2 separate regions of the Culex pipiens genome follow, and region 2 is linked to region 1. A link is a contact called in public Hi-C data. All regions are on one chromosome and are shown on one strand. Each heading gives the region's core, a stretch centred on a gene start, on an enhancer-like site or on the middle of the called end of the contact. The rest is flanking DNA. Distances are from core to core; before and after follow the strand shown.

Region 1 (3,521 bases), core at 764-3,263:
GATACAGAATAATACTTACTTATTGTACAGCACCCCCGATCCGCTGCTACTGTTCCGCTTCCGCTTGTGCAGCTTCGTCCGCAGATCCGTTTGCTGCTCGTCGCTCCGCTCCGTCATGAACAGATTGTAGTGTGTGGCGTACAGCTCCTGAAAGTGTTTCTGCCACAGAATCTGCCAGTACTGCTCCCCGTCCATGGCCGCTTCCTCGTCGTCGGCGCTTGTCCCACCGTTGACAGAGGCAGCACCAGCACCCACCAGACACTCCGTGGCTAGCATGTCCGAGCTGTTGGAGCTTTCGCTTTCCGAGCTGACTTGCTCGCTCAGGCTGGACGCGCTCAGGTTGGACGACTCCGAGCTGATCTTGGAGCTGCTGCCGCCAAAGTCGTAACTGGAGATTGTCATGCGCGTTACGTTCGTCATCGAGTCCGTCGTGCCGATCGTCAGTGGAATGCTCGAGGTGACCGAGTCGCAGCGGGGACTCAGCAGGGCGTCGTTGTCCGCCGACCGGTGCGAGGTCCAGATGTCGTCAGCGGTGCCGTTGGCTGGGTTCAGCGGGTTCCAGCCATCGTTGCAGGAAGAAGGGTGCGGCGAGCAGGTCGAGACGATGATTTCCGTGGTCGCTTTGGGGTCCATTTCCGCCTCCATGGCGTCGAACGAGAAATGCTTGGACGCGTCGTACGTGGTGTCCGGCGTGGCTTCACTCTTGGAATGTGGCGAATTACAGTTGGTGTCCTGCTGCGGAACGTGGTCCAGGTACTCCGGGTTGATGTAATCGCTGTACTTTTCGATCCACGACGCCCAGATGATCGACTCGCCGTGCTTGTTCCAGTGCGACTCCCACGCATCTTGCAGATCCTCCCGACCGAAAACCTCCGGCAGGCTATTGTTCCGCTCGACGTGCACCAACGACGCAATCTTGGCGCCCTCGTCCGACATCAGCGCGTCCCGCATCCCCACAAACAGGTCCTCCTTCTCTCCTCCCTCCACCTTGGGCTCAAAGTTCTTCTCGGAAATGTCCGCCCCGCTATCGCTGGAATGCAACCCGTGCTGTGCCATCAAGGCACCGTGCAGAATGTGACCTTCCTGCTGGTCGTCGGTGCTACAGTAGTTCGTGTCCGAATGCGACGCGCTCGCACTAAAGTAACAGCTCGCATCGCTGGCCGTTCCGTCGCAGCGGTCCCACTTGACCACGCTCCGTCCAAAGCTAAGCTGCTTCCTCAGCGGCTCCTCGCTAAACACATCGTCCTCGATCTCATCAACAACCTCCGCCACCTCCTCCTCCTTCTCCCCCTGCACCGGCAGCTCTTCAACCTGAGTCACTCCGGAAGAACCTTGCAAAAAGAAACAAAAAACCCACATCAATCTCGCAGAGTTACGCAAAAACCGGAAGTCACTCACTGTTGAGCGGGTCGCCACGTTCCAGCGTGGACACGTAAACATCGTAATAGTTGCGGATGAAAACGCGGCTGCACAAACAGTAGGTGCACTCCTTCTGCTCCTTGGCGCTGGTTCCGGAAACAGTCGGAGTAGAATCGGTTGTCGTTGTCGCAGCTGCCGGATAGGATAGGTAAATCTCCGCCAGTGGTTCCCAGTGGGCTTCCGAAGAGCTCATTCTAGAGCATCGCTTCTCGCAGCACGCTCACAAGGGGGACAAGAGAGTGTGAAATCAAAACGGGGGAGGAGGAATAAAAAATCACTTCCTCGAAAATTCCACTTTTTCTCCGCGGAGATGTATCAGGCGCACCGTTCGCTGGCTGCAAGGTAAAACACACAGTTAGAACAATCTTCAACTTACTCTGAACCGAACAAAGATTATTTGATTGCGAAATCTCCAATCTCAAATCGATTTTAAGGGAAATTTACCAAACATGGGAGGAGAAAACATTTTCCACTGCAGAAAATCAACGATGGCTGTCGTTGCTGTCTGGTGACAGCTGAGCAAAAGTTGACAGAAAAAAAGAAAACCAAAAATGGGCATTGGATCATTACAGCGATTACACCAGATTACACCGAAAGCGCGGTGTACCAGGGGGGTAAATCAATCGAGAAAAAATAAAAAGTGAGATGTGAGCCGGCAACTTGGAGTCAAACTTGCCCGGTTGGAAATGGCAGCGGATTTCGGGCTTGTGTCTGATGGGGACCTGTGCACTCAAAATCAGAAGTATCCCTCAAAAGGGTACTTTCAATCCTCAAAAGGGATACTTTCTATCCTTTTTTAAAGTTCACCCGGCGTCACCCTTTTAAAAGGGTATTTCAAATTCAGTACATTTTCGATACCCTTTTAAAGGGTGACGACGGGTGAACTTGAAAAAAGGATACTTTTTACTTTGAGTGTGCCCTACATGGGCAGATTTTTCTAAAAAAAAAACTCCACATTCGTACCAGATTTTAGCCCTAATTTCGGGCGAGATTCTATGATAAATTCCGGAATCGATCGAATGGTTATAATCGAGAAATTAAAAGTGCAACAAGGAGTTAATTTTTTTTTGTCAAGCTGCTGTGAAGTTTTCCATGACAGCTGCGAAAGTTTCACTCCATGTTACCGGCTCACATCTCTCTTTTTAATTTCTCGATGAGATATAAATGTTAATCAACTAGTTGTTTCAATAAAAAAGTTTCAAGGGGATACGCGTGAAGTTCTGCCATATTCATTTCGCAACTCGAGTTTTCAAAAGCAGTGGAAAATTGTTATGTTTGTTGCAGACGACAAAATGGACGATAGCAAGCAAACTGTCGAGTTCACAAATCTAATTAAGTTGATCAAGAGTTTGTAATCGCAAAAATACGTATTCCCCGACTCGCATTTGTGATAGCAGTTTTAGGAAAAAACATCATAGGATGTTTTCTATTTGGATGTTAGGATTTTTAGGATTTCAGGATTTTACCTCCAGCGCCACCAGGTTAATCCTGCGTAGCGGTAGCCGTAGCGGGCTATCGAGAAATTAAAAGTGCAACATGGAGTTAAAGTTTCTGTCTAGCTTCTGTGAAGTTTTCCATGACAGCTGGGGAAGTTTCACTCCATGTTACCGGCTTGCATCTCTCTTTTTAATTTATCGATAGAACTGTGGCTCAGATTAAAAGGAGTTAATTTTCCTGTAGAACTAGTTCAGATTAAAAGGCGTTAATTTCCACATTACCGCCGTATGAAGGGCCAAAAGGGATTGATTCGAAGCGTACAAGCAAGTCGCTTACGGTTTCCATCAGGGACGAGAATCTCCTTGCGACAACTAAAATCCAAAAAAACGACAAATCTGACAAAGCTGTGTAAACAGAACTCGCACGCTGGAGGAGGCTTAAGAGGGCGCGGCTGACAGTTGGAAACCGACAGAAGTTAACAAAATAAAGCAATGAAACATTTCCTAGGAATTGTATACTGCCGTTCTACGCATAATTGTTCAAAAAAGTGCAACTGAGAAAAACGCGATTGAAATTTTTCGACCGATTTCTGTGTTTCTACGCATAATTGTCCCGTGGGTTAATATTCGTCCTATGTTTCCATAATCGCCCCAGTTAACAATTTA
Region 2 (3,521 bases), core at 627-3,126, 140 kb before region 1:
TAATCGGATGGCATGATATCTGGTTCCTGTCCTATGTCAATTTTTATGTACAACGGTAATAAACACGATCAAAAACCATTACTGATCACTTTTTTTCATTTTAACGCAAAAAAAATATTGACAAGACAACATTTTTTCGAGAGATCAACTATATAGTCCCCTTGGAACCAGCTGTCAAGTAGGAACTTTTCTGTCAAGAAGGACCGCGAGGTTAAATTTTCCAAATTGATTGTAAAATCCATTTTAATCTCTTTGTGGTCGTACAAAGGGTCATTGTACTCAGAAAATTAAGCTTTATCGCTGTAAACAATAATATCAGCAATCTAAGCTTAATTTTAGGACCCTATTCTCAATTTCGATCGGAATTCGTCTTGCGACGGCTTAAACTTCATGAATGTCTTGGACATGCTTTTCGGATATATTATTTGAGTGATCTTTGGTTTGGCCACTTTCGGAACCTCCCAGGAGATCCTCGGCGTGGTTGTCGCTCAACTTGCACTCCTGTCATACATGAGGTTTGCACAGCTGATTCCACGTAGATTCCTCTCGCCAGTGATGACAGAAAACGCTGATTAACTGATTACGTGTTAAAATCATAAGTGATTGTAACGCATCAAGGGAAATCATCGTGAACTGGAACTGCCGGTCGTAAGCCCGGGAAAAGTAGAAACGTTGAGTTGTATGTTGTCCTCTGCTTTCAGCTCGTAAAAAGCCATACAGAGAACCACTTCCCATCCCCACTTCCCAATCCCGTTCCCAAATACCACTCCCCAATCTACAGCCCAAAACCCCACCAAACCCCGAATCCAAGATGTGACGCGACCCGTGTCGAGGGATGCATGGCTAGGGGGGTTCAATAAATTCCTAGTCGCTAACGGAGCCTGTGGGGCACCAGGGCGCACCCCATCAGTAATGTAGCCCTTACCGCGCCACGGCAGGGCACTGGCGCGGCGGACCGTGTACTTCCCTAGCGACTCGTGGGATTCAAAAATGATTACAGGAGATCCTGTAATAATGGCCATTTGCACTTAACTTAATACGTTTCAATGAGAAAGCTATTTGAAAATACAAAATGGCTCTTTGCCCATATTGGCCACAGAAAAACCGGTTTCAGAAAGATCAGTTGTTTTGTAGAAGGTTTGACTGACGATCCGGATAGTGGCCACCAGGCCTGCAAAAAGTTTCCAACCCAGTGTACACCATGAAGCAAACAAAAATTTCAGTTCACTTCTAGCTCGTGACTGTAAGCCTGTAAGTCTACTGTGTCTGTCCAACCACTGTCGTCTGACTCGTGCCGGCCGGCTGCTGGAGAATGAGGGACGTGAAAAAAGAGGTACACTTATTCAATTCCTGTCGAATAACAGAATTGGGCTAGGACTTGGGGAATCTTCTTAAAACACTATTTTGACTATTTTTAAACAATTGAATGGTTCTCTAGACGGCACAAAACCTAGCACAAAACACTACTGCCACGCAGTGCAGTTGCTTAGTGAGCTTAGGGCACACACGACAGCGCCGGGTTTGTTTATGTCACGGTTTTGTGATTCGGTGAATGGAGATGGAAAATTCGTCGCCGATTTTCCCGTCACGACCCTTGACATTTCAGCACTGGTAGCCACCCTCGCCTCGCGCACGGGCACTAAAAATATCAATGAAGTTTACTCAAACCGGACACATGCTCTAATGACTCATTTCTGACATCGGTTTTGGCAAAATCTAGATTGGATATTTTCGATTGACAGTGTATACTCTCCATTCGTTGAACTCCGACAAATCCCGCGTGACAGTTTCAAATGTCAAACTCGTTCATTCGTAAAATTCGCGCACCTGCTGGCGGATCGTCGTCGTCGTCGCGCCCGTGTTTTCCGGCCAAATTCCGGTGCAAATCCAATCAGTTTCCCTAGAGTTGAACCCTCAGATAGCTGTCCCCGGTGTCCGTGAATCTGGATATAAGTTTGTTTGTTTGCGCGCTGCCAGTAGAAAGGTGCGATTTGGTGGAGTGAAAAACATTGAAATTTTGAGGAGGAAAAGTGAACGCGGTGCGGAAAACGGGATTTCTTTTTGGCAAGTCCCCCGTAATAATTATTAGAGAGTGTTTTATGGCAGTGTTGATGGCGCAATAAAATTGAAAGAAAGAAATTGCAGTTGGAAAATACCTGACTAAACTGCGAAAGGAATTCCACACTGCACTTACAGTAACTGTTGGTAAGTATGTTATCGTCAAATTATCGGGAACATGCTAATTTGGTTCATTACTCGACATGGAAGACCTTGCGTTTATGACAATTTTTCAACAAGATCAAGATTTAGTTTGTGCTAATTGTAGCAAAGCGCAATTACTAACATTAATTGCTACATTTAGAGCTTCACTCCGGGAGTCGCAATGTTTGACGATCTTTTTGGTCAACCGTGGATGACTCAACCCAGTTTTATCAGGGGATCCCTCGCTCAGTCATCCAAACTTCCTCTTGAGAATCGTAACGTCGGCAATAGCTTATCAGCAAAGCCGTTATCAAAAAAGTTTGACGGTGTTGAGTCGCGAGCTGCGGATCTAGAAATCAGAGAGCAAACCTATTGAAGAAAGTGCCTAAGGTTGGTCGCTATCAATTCAATTCAATTGTGTTTTTATTAGAATTTAACAGTTCTGCTCCAGGATGTTACATTTGCAATTCAGAGATTTGGAGAACCTTTCAACTGAGATCAATTCGATTCTATGACAATTTCCGGAATTCCATTTCCCGGAATGGACGTTTTCCGGAATGGACATTATCCGGAATGGACGTTTTCCGGAATGGACGTTATCCGGAATGGACAGTATCCGGAATGGACGTTATCCGGAATGAAATTTCCCGGAATGGACGTTTCCCGGAATGGACATTTCCCGAAATTTTTGTTTATATTACCTGATATGAGAATGAATGGAATCTTGCCTACTCACTTACTTGTGGTTAAGAATTACTTAGTTTGTACTCCGTTGGTTTTGACAACAATATGAATATAAATACATGAATGATAAAAAGAAAGTGAAATGTTCGGACATGAACAATAGAAGCAAGTGTTGACTATTGAAACAATACTTTATCAACCACCACGAGATGTAACAATGTAGATCGATAGATATTAGATGTTTTTTACATTCTTTCAATTCTTTCATTTTTTTCCTTTCTTTTGTTAATCATTTGACTTATGTGACTAAATTCTACCATATTTTACTATAAAGCAGAATGATTATTTTCAAAGAAGGGAAAACCTCAAGAAAATAAAAAGCTTTTCAGAAAATCAATGTGTAATGTGTCCAGTCAAGAAAATAAATAGCTTGAGTGTATTTTTAAAGAATGAAAAACCTCAAGGAAAAATACATTATACATTGATTTTCTGAAAAGCTTTTTTTTTATCTTGAGATTTTCCCTTCTTTAAAAATACACGTTCTTTCATCAAAGTAATGGGATTTTATGTAAGAATTATCCCTTCTTTTGTTAATTCTACTAAATTTCAACTAGTTTTTGTTAAGGAACTCTGCA

What was found. A called contact is a pair of places that touch in the nucleus more often than the background predicts.
Region 2: a Hi-C map of whole pupa shows a contact between it and region 1, with 4 times the contacts expected there. The contact joins the promoter of LOC120425017 here to the promoter of LOC120424284 in region 1. A contact is called at or near these places in 3 of 3 Hi-C or Micro-C datasets (embryo, whole body and whole pupa).

Annotation. Positions count from the first base shown.
Region 1 is chr2:133,264,232-133,267,752 of TS_CPP_V2, reverse strand. It overlaps LOC120424284 (trimethylguanosine synthase), which reads right to left and starts at 2,013. Exons shown (of 4, transcript XM_039588359.2): 1 at 1,864-2,013; 2 at 1,399-1,754; 3 at 20-1,331. The coding sequence starts at 1,612.
Region 2 is chr2:133,406,761-133,410,281 of TS_CPP_V2, reverse strand. LOC120425017 (serine palmitoyltransferase 1) reads left to right here and starts at 1,876. Exons shown (of 7, transcript XM_039589389.2): 1 at 1,876-2,205.